3 separate regions of the Mus musculus genome follow, and all the other regions are linked to region 2. A link is a contact called in public Hi-C and promoter capture Hi-C data. All regions are on one chromosome and are shown on one strand. Each heading gives the region's core, a stretch centred on a gene start, on an enhancer-like site or on the middle of the called end of the contact. The rest is flanking DNA. Distances are from core to core; before and after follow the strand shown. Region 1 holds the start of Nmnat2 (nicotinamide nucleotide adenylyltransferase 2). Region 2 holds the start of Npl (N-acetylneuraminate pyruvate lyase). Region 3 overlaps Gm46165 (a long non-coding RNA gene).

The links. Promoter capture Hi-C pulls out the DNA fragments that hold promoters and counts their contacts. Hi-C and Micro-C count contacts between places; a contact is called where the count stands out from the background.
Region 1: a contact with region 2 is called in a promoter capture Hi-C map of pre-B cells. The contact joins the promoter of Nmnat2 here to the promoter of Npl in region 2. A contact is called at or near these places in 4 of 39 promoter capture datasets (cranial neural crest, embryonic stem cells, liver and 1 more).
Region 3: a contact with region 2 is called in a Hi-C map of uterus, with 3 times the contacts expected there. The contact joins the enhancer-like site here to the promoter of Npl in region 2. A contact is called at or near these places in 1 of 484 Hi-C or Micro-C datasets (uterus) and 3 of 115 datasets of contacts at active chromatin or transcription factors (bone marrow-derived macrophages, embryonic stem cells and extraembryonic endoderm stem cells).

Annotation. Positions count from the first base shown.
Region 1 is chr1:152,953,122-152,957,134 of GRCm38.p6, forward strand. Nmnat2 (nicotinamide nucleotide adenylyltransferase 2) reads left to right here and starts at 1,980. Exons shown (of 11, transcript NM_175460.3): 1 at 1,980-2,072. The coding sequence starts at 1,988.
Region 2 is chr1:153,547,363-153,551,224 of GRCm38.p6, forward strand. It overlaps Npl (N-acetylneuraminate pyruvate lyase), which reads right to left and starts at 2,352. Exons shown (of 12, transcript NM_028749.1): 1 at 2,286-2,352.
Region 3 is chr1:154,110,970-154,115,256 of GRCm38.p6, forward strand. Gm46165 (a long non-coding RNA gene) reads left to right here. Exons shown (of 4, transcript XR_001779496.2): 3 at 1,323-1,367; 4 at 1,910-1,940. LOC108167736 (a long non-coding RNA gene) reads right to left here. Exons shown (of 4, transcript NR_168298.1): 2 at 1,227-1,360. Among named protein-coding and RNA genes, the nearest start is that of Gm46165, 49 kb to the left of the region's middle. Within about 2 kb of position 1,727, at least 44 of the 459 cell types and tissues checked have an H3K27ac peak or open chromatin away from gene starts, as enhancers often do. A contact at or near this core is called in uterus, where this site is marked.

The sequences.
Region 1 (4,013 bases), core at 730-3,229, 590 kb before region 2:
CAGAAACTTTGGGGTCAGTACTTTGGCTTATCAGGTAAAGCAGATGTCACCAAGGCTGATGGTCTGAGTTCTATCCCAGGGACCCACACTTAAAGAGGAGAGAAATGACAGCTGCAGGTTGTCCTCTGAGCTCTGTGGTAGTGCTGTAATATTTGTGTGTGTGTGTGTGTGTGTGTGTGTGTGCGCGCGCGCACATGCATGCTTACGTGCACACACACAAAGTAATAAACTAGAAACTAGAAAACTAGAAAATCTCTCCACAGTAGGAATTGATTTACTATTCAGCAAAAATTAAGAAATATGAACCGCATGCCTGCCAGAAACTCTTAGATAAGAAGTAAGGAGCAGTGCTAATGCGGTGGCTGAACAGGCAAAGGTACTCACTACCAAGGCCGATGGCCTGGGTTCAACACCCAGTTCCCACAATGCAGAAGGAGAGAGCTGACTCTTGCAAGGAACTGTTCGTCCAAGAAGGCAATACTTGTGCTTCTGAATCAGGAATCTAATTACTGGTTCTGTAATGCATCCAAAGAGAACAGTTGTCCGGTCTTCAAACCTTTCCTTTCCCCCTATTCATTTTTCAGAGTCTTAGCCCATTCATTTACTAAACTCAAATTTTAAGGCGTTTCCCCAAACGTCTCTATATCCCATCCATCCGCAAAGACTAAAAGCTACAAAATCTATGGTATCTATCCTGCCCTGCCTCATCTCCCTGCTGCTGACTCTCTATACCCAGCAGTCCCAGGACAGGACCACCTGCCCAAGGCTGCCAACTTTCTCCTAATTCTTATTTTCCTCTTGGTTCTTTTCCTCCCAACACTCAGAGATCTCATAAAAATGTCAATTACATGGTACTCTCTGTCTAACGATTTCAATGGCCTCCTTTTGTTATTCCACTGTAAGTCAGTGACTCATAAGAACTTCCTGTCCATTATCCTAAACCCATATGATGACTGGGTGCACATTTCTCTACTACTGTTTGCCCACCTGTCCAGGACTTTTGGTTATATGGCCCTCCTTTCATGTTCACAAGCACTGGAAGCCTGTCTCCGGGTCTCTGTACCAACAACTTCTTGTCTAAATAGGCCTGCCTTAAATGTCGTCTAAGCCAGAGAGGCTTTCTCAGACTCCGTCCAATCTGCTCTGTCAGACAGTGAGTTAATTCAGTTATCATTCGGGGTCCACAGCAGCATCCAATAGAGAGTGAGCATCAAGAAGTAAGCATAGAGTGGTGACTGACTCAACTTGGACAGCTGATGTAGGAATTTCGTAATACTTAGCCTTACTAATTTCCCATTCATATCTGCCCAAACCCATAATTCAACCCACACAAAGGACCAACATTAGCAGAAGGGCTTTCTTAGTAGCCACAGGTCAAGATTTGGATTCCAGTCAATAGTTTAGAATCACTAAATAAGGGAGGAGAACAAAACAAAACAAAAAATCCGAAATGAACACTATTGAAAAGAAAACCTATCATTTGTCACTTTAAATATTAAAGCTCATGAAAAAGAAAATTCATAAAATCAAACATTTTTGAAGTCGGATATGTTAGGGAATGTAGACAGGGAGAGAAAAAGTGAGTCAGGAAAACGAAATTTGACACAGAGAGAACATAGCCAGCAACCACGCTGTAAGGATGCCAGGGTACCACTCCTTTCCTTGTAGATAAAGTAAGATGCAGTGAGGTGGGGTGGAGAGGGTAGAAACAATAGGGTCAGGAACCAAGACCAGTGACGCAAAAGAAGCTAGAGAGGAAGTAGGACTAAGCAGAGCCAAAGGGAGAGCAATACAAAAGCAGCCTTGGATCGAGCCGGAGTGGCAAGCGTTAAAGGGAGGCGGGGAGTGACGCGGTTTGCGTCTAGAGCGGCTCCTTGGAGTCCACAGCATCCACCGCCGGAGCCTCGCCTTCCTTTCTCCGTCTGCAGACATATCGAGACACAAAAAGAGGCAACCCCTGGATCAGTGCGAGAGACCTCATCCCATCATGACCGAGACCACAAAGACCCACGTTATCCTGCTGGCCTGCGGCAGCTTCAATCCCATCACTAAAGGGCACATTCAGATGTTCGGTGAGTCCTCCCGCCCACCCCGGAGGCTGCTTCCGCTGCTCTACTCTCGCCAATATCAGGGCTTTCCAAGGCGATTGAGCAGGAAGGCGTGCGCCCCTCCGGAGGGGTGCGCCGGCTGATCAGGCTGGTGCCAGGTCAGCCCCAACTATCCCCGCTAGCACGAGCCGACGCAAACTGCGTTTTTTCCAGGCTTCTCTAGCGTGGGGCCAGATCGCCTCGCCGAGGGCCAGGGATGGGGGAGGTGCGGGGCTGGGGGGTGAGTGTCCTCTGGGGTGGGGTGGGGGCGCCTGGTTAGAGCCCTGGAGTGCGGTGGTTTGAGTACTTGGCGGGCAAGGGTGGGGATAGGGGCAGAGGTTGGGGTGCGAAGAAGGAAGGAGAAGGGCTGAAGATAACGTGCTGTTTGTTTAGGATGGGCAGAAAGCTCGAAGGAGTTAAATGTGCCTCGGAGACACAAACACTCGCACACGACACACCAGTGGCAGGGACTGGGGCTTCAAGGAGACTAATACTGGGCTTGGCTGGCGGTTCCAGGAGGCTCAACGGACAATGTTTGGAGATTGTAGCTTTGGTGGCCCAGAGCGGTGGATGTTGGCTAATGGAGAGGGAAGGGTACCACTGCCCCGCCGAGGTTTGGCTCCGGCTGCCTTGGAAAGGGGAGGGGGCGGGGCGACTGCTTCGGGAGGTGGTCCACGAGCCGGCGAGATGGATCCCGGCCCAAGTTGGCCAAGGTTCTGCCCAAGGCGGCGATGACAACCGGCATCCTTGCGGTGTGAGTGTGAAGATGGATATTTGAATGTGCGTGAGAGCTCGTGTGTGGGGTAGGGACGTGTCTTCACGAGTTTGTTTTTTGAGGTTCGGGACGTACAGTGAGAGGGGGAAAGCTCAGGCGTCTCGGGTGCGTGCATAAAGGTCCAGCAGAGAGGCAGGAAAGAGGTAATTGTCCACGCAGGTTGAAATTTCTCGCCGCCGGTGCGGAAGCCACGCCGCTCGAAGGCTACTGCTTTAGGACCCAAAGGCGCAGGGTGTGTGCGCGTTTAGACCCCTGAGAGGGGGACGCGGGGTCACTTTAAAAGCAGAAATTGAGAAGTTATAAGTTGGGGTGATTTTTCTTTTCCCCTGGGACTCAAGGAAATGAGTAAGGGAGAGCCAGGGCTCTGGGGATGGGAGAAGGGCAGGGTGAGAGTCCCTGACCCGGCCCTGCGGTGAGGCGCTCTCCACAGGCGGTGGTGCTGAAACGCAGAGCGCTGCTACTGGCTGCGGGCACACGTGTTTGCCCAGGTCTGGAGGACTGCCAGAGCTTTCCTAGGCTGTTTAATGAAAGCCACAGCATATCCGTGAAGACCACCCCAAATGCATAAGCCAAAACTCTTTCCTCTAACCCTAAAAGATTATTCTGCACTGGGCCTTACGGCTAACAGGACAACATTATAAAACTACCCTGCACACAGGACAGGTTCAGTAGCCACCTTATGGAACGGGGAAAGTTAGGACGTCTAAGAAGCAGCCATTCCTTCTGCTTTATTCTGTAAGCTTTTAAAAGTGTTTATTCAGAAATGTCGCCAACTTGCCTGTTAAACAGGGTGCTTTGTTCCAGCATTAAGGTAAACCAGCAGCAAGGTAGGCCACATCCCCAGTCTTTTGAAGTAGCAGCAACCTGGGCAGCCACCACTTTTAACCTTCTTGTGAGTTCAGTGCCTTCTCTTCTACTCTTCCTCCTCATGGCTCACTTTCCGTTGGCAGTCGTTTGCTAATATTGTTTCCCTCCCCCTTGGCCAGGCAGGATCGGGCTTCCTTGGGAACTCTTTGGCTTTAGGAGCCTTTAGTGGGAGAGTGGGTGCTCCTCCTTTTTTTCAGGGACTAAGGATGTGGAAAATCCCACTTGCTGTAGGATTAGAAGTGGGTCAGATTTTGATTTTGATGGAGAGCAAGGGCATGGGACTG
Region 2 (3,862 bases), core at 1,102-3,601:
ACGAGCATTCTAGGAGAGAGCCTGGATCAGCAGGCAGGTGGAAATGCCCACTACAGGTCTCCATCTGTCATCCCTACAGCGATCTTAAACCAAGATACCTAAAGTGAACTACCACCTTAGCCCTCAAGTCCTCTCCTTTCCTTACAGGGTAGCCCTAGAGTCGGACTGCATCTTGGCTCCACCATTTCTCTCCTGTAGCGAGGATACCACTCACAGTGTTTACAGGGTCAAATGAATGAACTGACACAGTGCGCTTGATGGCTGTGCCGGACGCATGCGCTGTGCTCTCTGTGAAGTTCTGTCATTAATGGGAACAGTCATTTGTGCTGCTGCCTCCTCCCCAACACTCAGCACTTTTGCCCACTGAGGTCCCAAGTCACATAAACTCTGTTATCTCCTTACCTGGAACTTCCTCCTTCCCCTCTCCTTCCGGTCTCATGACAAACCCCGTGCTACCTTTTATCTGGGTCAGTAATCATCGACCCAGGTCCAAGAAGGTTAAAATGATAAGAAGCTGAGTGCTTGAAGCAATCAGCATTAAGCATCCTACCAATGGTCAGCTCTGGCTACACAGACTCCCATCTTCTTGTGCTTCGGGCTGCATTTATTTCATATTTGATAAGAACATCTTTAAGTTCTGATCGGGAAGCCTTATACATCTTTGAAAGCTATTAAATGAATCACCACTTAGATGCAGTTTGAGCTAAAAACATAGGGCCTGTGAGAGAAAAGGAGGGGGGCTGGCAGTCACTGTAACACCCCCAGAACACCCACATTTCTAATCTTGTCTCTATCCTAGTCAGATGACATCAACTTCCTGGCCTGCTGGGAAGGTTTCTTTATGCCTCCAGGGTTTCTCTGTCTAGCCTTGGCTGTCCTGGAACTCACTCTGTAGACCAGGCTGGCCTCGAACTCAGAAATTCGCCTGCCTCTGCCTCCCGAGTGCTGGGATTATAGGCATGCGCCACCACTGCCCAGCTGGGAAGGTTTCTTTATGCCTACAGTGTACCAGCTCCACTGTTCAAAAACATTCCCGAGGCCACTGCCTGTTTCCCCCGTGGCTTATCTTTGCTTCAGAGCATCTGTCTCCCACTTCAATCCCTTCAGTGTAGCTCACTTTTCAAACTCACTCTAAGAGTCAAGGAATTGCTATGCATCTGAAGACCAGCATCTGGGAGGTGGAGGCAGGAGGGTTGGGAGTTCAAACCCATCTGTGGCTGACCACAGGCTGACAGCGGAGACCAGCCTGAGTTACTTAAGACCCAGTTTCAAGGACATCAAAACAAGCCGGGCATGGTGGCGCACGCCTTTAATCCCAGCACTCGGGAGGCAGAGGCAGGTGGATTTCTGAGTTCGAGGCCAGCCTGGTCTACAGAGTGAATTCCAGGATAGCCAGGGCTATACAGAGAAACCCTGTCTCGAAAAACAAACAAACAAAATCATCAAAACAACAAAACCCAGAGGATTCAGCAGAGCATGGCAACACACATCTTTGATCCCAACATTAGATCCGTGAGCAAGGCCAGCCTGGTCTACTTGTAGTTTCAGGACAGCCAGGGCTACATCATAGAGATACCTAGTCACAGAAAAGAGAAGAGAAAAGAGGATTTCTTGATCCTCCAAATAGGAAATTGTTTAACTTCAGATTTCCTCCTGAACTGTTACTTTTCATTAAAAATCCCAGCGTTATAAGCAGGATAGAAGCTCATTTCTGTTCAACACTGCAAGCCCCTTGGAGGCAGGAGGCTCAGAGTCTGCGGCCAGTTTGAGATACAAGATCAACTTGGGAATATTATGCTTTGAAATATTTCATATTTGAATTAAGAGCAAATAATCACAGTGCTCTCGCACCCATGACTTAAAGTGAGCTTGGGATGTTCTTGTTGAAACGCCGGGGAGAGGGTAGATCCCTGGAGACCTCATCCATGTGAAGGAATGCCAAATTACAGACAAAAGTTGGCTTAAATTTAAAACCGCCAAGTTTTAAAAGGGAGGAGGGGGAAGTGATGTAGTTCCGAACAAGGAGAATGACTTGAGAAATACTTGGCAAACTAGAAATGAGATATTGAAAAAACACAAAACATGAAATACAAGCAACCTCTTCTATAAGAGATAGGTGTATTAGAGCTAACGGCTAAATTCCCTTCTGCTCAAAGGCTTAAGAGACCGATTCTGACAAGGGTTCCCGGAGGCCAGGCTACGCGGGTCTGCAAAGAATCCCCGAGTGTCACTGGCCCCAGGCGGCAGGGTCGCCCTCAGTCCCAAAGCTACCCTGCCCAGCGTACCTGACTTCACTCCTCTGCTCGGTGGCGCCGCGCTCACCTAGGCTGCTGTGCACTGGAGACGCGATCTCCTCTGAGCAGCGCGGTTGCGCTTTTAACTCAGGGGCTGCGGGACCACGTGGGGCCGCGCGGGGAGCCTGGGGGTTGTAGTTCCACGTCGGGCCGGGGAGCTGCTTCACCGGCTGGAATCCCGAGACTGCACTAGTTGCTCCTTCTTGGGTGTGGCCACAGCCTATTTTGTGAAAGACTCGTAGCTCCTGCACCTCTTGGATACCCACTGTCCTTATTATTCTGAGTCCGGGAGTTCTCCTCCTGTTCAAGTCCTGCAAGTGCCAAGTCTTGTTTGCATTGGATGTGAGATGTTGTGATACAGTGGTGGCTGCCTAGCAGCCACTTGGCTCTCTAGACTGACACTACTGCTCCAGTCCTGCCCATTGCCTTGTAGGAAAAGGGAGAAGTGAGAAGATTTTAAGAGTGGATTACAGGCCACAGGTGGTTGTGCGCTCCTTTAATCCCAGCACTTGGGAGGCAGAGACAGGAGGATTTCTGGGTTCAAGGCCAGCCTGGTCTACAGAGTGAGTTCAGGACAGCCAGGGCTATACAGAAAAACCAAAACCAAAAAACAAAACAAAACAAACAAACAAAAAACAAAAGAAAAAAGAAGCTGGGCAGTGGTGGCGCACACCTTTAATCCCAGCACTCGGGAGGTGGAGGCAGAGGCAGGTGGATTTCTGAGTTCGAGGCCAGCCTGGTCTACAGAGTGAGTTCCAGGACAGCCAGGCTACACAGAGAAACCATGTCTAGGGAAAAAAAAAAAAAAAAAAAAAAGAAAGAAAGAAAGAAAGAAAAAGAAAAGAAAGACTTTTGAAAGTGAAACAAGTATTTTTCTTTTTTGAGAGTGATCCATATTAATTTATTGGCATAGTCAATTTATCAACAAGATGGGTGGGTAGTCTGTCCCCAGGAGGTGAGGTTGATTTCCATCTGCCAGAAGAGGTGCCCACACCCTTCATTCACCTTGAAGACTCAGCACTTCAGGCTTCAGTCAGGTTCTCACAGTCTTATCGGTCTTATCAGTCTTATCCTGGAATTAAAGGCGTACACCACCATGCCTGGCTTGATGCTTATTATTTTATTTAGGGAAAATATGTTTTCTTTCTAGCTTGCAAAGTGCTCTGGACTCCATTGTGGTTGTTTGTATGCCTGTGTGCATCTCTTTCGTTCTCTCTCTCCCTCTCCCCCCCCCCCCCCGTTTTAATTTTAAAAGTTTAAACTTTATTTTATTTTGTGGGTATAGTTATCTCTGTACACAACATGCATGCAGTGCCCATAGAGGCCAGAAGAGGGCACTAGGTACCCTGGTACTGGAGTTACAGACAGTTGTAAGTTACCCTGTGAATGTTGGGAATGGAAATATCCACTCACAAAGAGAGTCATGAAGCCTGAGCTACACAGTGAGACCCATCAAAAAGGGGTGGGGTCGGGAGAGGAGGGCTCTTAATGTATAAGGCTGTGTTCTCACTAGTTTTAGGTTAACTTGACACACAAAACTAGTGTTATCTGAAAGGAGATAACCCCCC
Region 3 (4,287 bases), core at 477-2,976, 560 kb after region 2:
GCTCAGTCTTATTTCTTTGCAGCATCTCCCCCAAGGCTCTCTACAGCCAACTTTACATCTCCCAAACTTCCCCTAGCAACTAGAGAATTTCTAGAAGGAAGTAGAAGTGAAAAGGGAATGAGATCAAATATAAAGATTTCCCCAGGTCTGAGTTGTCGTAGGTGTTCAGCAAAATTACTTTGGGTTTGATATAACTTATTTTTAAATGCTTTAAGACACTGTTACTATAAATAATGTCCCCCACCCATTTGGTAATGTTTATTCTCCTGATCTTTTATATTAAACACTTGAGAAGTGATTCTTTAAGTGCTAGTGAAAAAAAGGCAAATCAGACACAATCTTGGCATAAGGAATTTATAGTAAAAAAAAAAAAAAACAAACAAACCCAAAAAACAAAAAACCTTCCAACATTTATTCATGCTTGCCTGGGTGACCTATTATGTGTTAATTTAGGGTTTTATTGTTGCTTGTTTGTTTTGTTTCTATAGTATATAGGTCTAGGAGGAGATGAGATTTTTGGTATAAGAAGGGAGGCAGGAGAGGTGATAGCATTCATTAGTGGAGGGGACAGAGGAAGGAAGGGAGGAAGGGAGGGAGTGGGGCAGGGAGCTCTTCCAAGCCTGAGGGCTGGGGGCACAGGGAAGAGTGTGGTGTGGCTTCATTCCAGATGCTGGACGATTGGCTGCCTCCCTACCCACCATACTGTTATAACCCCCATGTTCAAAACTCCCTGGCTTGGCTTCTGAGTTTCCAGATAGGTTTGACCCAATAGACATTTCAAAGAGCAGAATAATCCACCCTGTCCCCTGCTCTGCACCCACAGGTCTTGGCAAGAGCTAAGGCAGGGTCTCAATAATTCCCACAGACGCAGAGAAGCTTGGGAAGCAGGGTCCAGGCATTGATGAGCATGTCTGAACTCAGTCTCCAGCCTATAATTAGTAGTATAATCCTAAGTCACATGACCTTGGAGTCTCAGTTGTTCTCAGCCTGATGAAGACAGAGGACCCAAGTTACTGTGTTATTATCAGAATTAGATACATTATTGTCATATAGCAAATTATTCATGCTGAGCAGGGGGTAGCGGGCATGAACCCCCAGAACCCAGCAAAACATGCCCTTTAATTACTCAAGCATTTACCCAAACCCAAATATCAAAAAAAGAAAATGTTGCTCATTACCACTAATACATCGCTATAAACTCATCAGAATAACCAGTACCAAATCACCTTGAGCATAGGGGTCCTTAGAAGATGGAGAAACAGCATCTCTGGTTTTGTAAGCCAGCTGCAACTGTGATATGATGAATTTGTGTTTCTTTGTAGGCACCAGTGGAGATCTCAGCACATCCCAGGATCGAGTTCTGGAGGGTATGTATGAAAAGGGGAGACTGTTAGCAAAAGCCACGTTCATCCCTGGGATGAAGAGTTAATTTTTAGTAACCGACATACTACAGGGGAGAAATGGTTCTTTGTTCTGTTTTGTTTTATTGTTCTGACTATACTGTACTGAGTCGAAATTTTAAACCCACAAGTGCTCTTAACTCTAATGCTCTGACTACTAATTACTATTGTAGCAAATACTCAGAGAGCCAAGTGCCAGGCACTGACCTAAGTGTTCCCATTTGACTCATTCAGTCATCAAAACAATGCTGAGAGCTGTGACATTCCTAGCTGTATTTCACAAACAAGGAACCAGGACATGCAGAAGCTGAAAAACCAGCCTTTAGGCAAACAGCTAACTAAGGAAAAGAGCTGGCTCTCAGACAGAGCCATTGGCTCCTGTGGACAACCCGCCCTTATTAGACATCACTCCTCCCGTCCATTTGAACTTAGAACACAGAGTCAAATTTTCCTGTCTTCATGGAAAGAGTATGAAGTTTTCTTTTTCTCATTAAACAACTTATTTGCAGGGACCAGATGACTCGGTGGTTAAGAGCACTGACTGCTCTTCCAGAAGACACACGTTAATTTTCCAGCAACCACATGGCAGCTCACATGGCTGTAACTCAAGTCCCAGGGGATCCAACACCCTCTTCTGGCCCAACGTGAATGAGGTACACAGACATACACATAGGCAAAACAGTCATATGCATTATAAATAAACTTTAAAAAATTATGGAATGTTTTGTCCTAGTTTTATTTCAAAGTTTCTATTTCTGGACAAAACATCATGACCAAGAAGCAAGTTGGCGAGGAAGGGGTTTATTCAGCTTACACTTCCACACTGCTGTTATCACCAAAGGATGTCAGGACTGGAACTCAAGCAGGTCAGAAAGCAGGAGCTGATGCAGAGGCCATGGAGGGATATTCCTGACTGGCTTGCTTCCCCTGGCTTGCTCAGTTTGCTTTCTTATAGAACCCAAGACTACCAGCCCAGAGATGGTCCCACCCACAAAGGGGCCTTTCCCCCTTGATCACTAATTGAAAAAATGCCCTACAGCTGGATCTCATGGAGGCACTTCCCCAACTAAAGCTCCTTTCACTGTAATAACTCCCGCCTGTGTCAAGTTGACATACAAAACCGGCCAGTACAGGTTAGATCAAACAATATAGAGATCTATGACTGACAGCTTGCTAAGTACCACAGAGCTGAAACAACTGTGCTCTTGGTTCGTGAGCTTGGCTTTGCCTGGCAAAGCCTAAGTAGAAAGTTATACAAAGGCCATTGGTCAAAGCAGCAGAAAATTAAAAGATGAGACAATGGCCCATTGGAGGGCCAGGAGAGGGGCACTCTGAAGGCAGGGATGTATGAAAGAGACAAGTTAGGGGGTGTTCTGGCATCCCACGAGCTGCTTGATGCTCATGGTTCCTCTGCATTCCACCGTTAGGTCAGCCCCACGCCGGTCAATGCCATTTCCTCCACCTCAGCAGCTTAGTCTCACACTCAACTTGCAGAAATCACGTCTGATCACCTCACGTGTGTTTCGCACAGAAGTGTTTCTTCCCTGGTTCTTCTCAGAGCTGTCATTATATCTGCAGCCCTGTAGCCCGTGGCTTCCTAGAATCTAGACAACTCAGCTTAGAAGAATGGGGGCACCAGAACACATGTTTTTGAGTGTGGTACCTAAGGTACTAACACGTAAATATCTACACACAAGAGGGGTTGGGAAACCCAATGGTCAGCAGCAGTAAAAGTTAAAGGGAACACAGACCCAGCTCTTCTGCTCCCAAGTTCAGAATCTGCCCCAAATTCTGTATTTTCTCCAAAGTTATCACAAAGGATTATGAAGAATTATGCCAATACTTGCCCTGGGCTATCTGGGCAAGGTAGGTTAATTGCAAAAAGTTCAACCAGGCTTGTTCAACCAGTTGCCCTCAGGCTGCATATGTCTCAATGTAGCTGTGACTGTGGCCTGTCACATTCATAGACTACAATGTCATGTCACACTGACAGAAGATTTGGCAACCCCAGATTAGTCCAAACTCAAAATAAGTGTTGGAATCCTAGGCAGCTATATCATGGCAGATGCCTGTGTCTGCTGCTCAGCCAGACAGACGTCCACTGCATAACTGCTGTGTCCCAAAGTCATCAACGGCTTGTCAGAACAGCCAGCATAAAAGTCTAAGCACTTTTTCTATCCTTCTTTCTGTCTCTCCCTCCTGAATTCTCAGGAGGACACCCGTAGCACCCAGTGAGCTCTGTCCAGGTGTAGACATTGGCTACAATTCTATTACAGGACCCACATCCTGAAGAGCCAGCCTCTAAGAACACCGAAGGAGCACTCTCTGCCTAAAAGAACAGTTCTTGCTTGCTGAGCTCTGCACTGGCACAGAACCTCAGGGGAGGCCTGTTAGCTAGCTCATGGGCCTGAGTTTTTCATTCACTGAACATGGCTGCTGTGACGTCATTTCCAAGTCCCCTTAGGATGACAATCGTGATTTCTTTTTTCCTTTGTTAACACAAGATATGAAGTATGGGTCTTGGGACCCTTTTTTGGCAGGAAGATTTTTTTTCCATTTTTTATTAGGTATTTAGCTCATTTACATTTCCAATGCTATACCAAAAGTCCCCCATACCCACCCACCCCCACTCCCCTGTCCACCCACTCCCCCTTTTTGGCCCTGGTGTTCCCCTGTACTGGGGCATATAAAGTTTGCAAGTCCAATGGGCCTCTCTTTCCAGTGATGGCCGACTAGGCCATCTTTTGATATATATGCAGCTAGAGTCAAGAGCTCCAGGGTACTGGTTAGTTCATAATGTTGTTCCACCTATAGGGTTGCAGATCCCTTTAGCTCCTTGGCTACTTTCTCTAGCGCCTCCATTGGGAGCCCTGTGATCCATCCATTA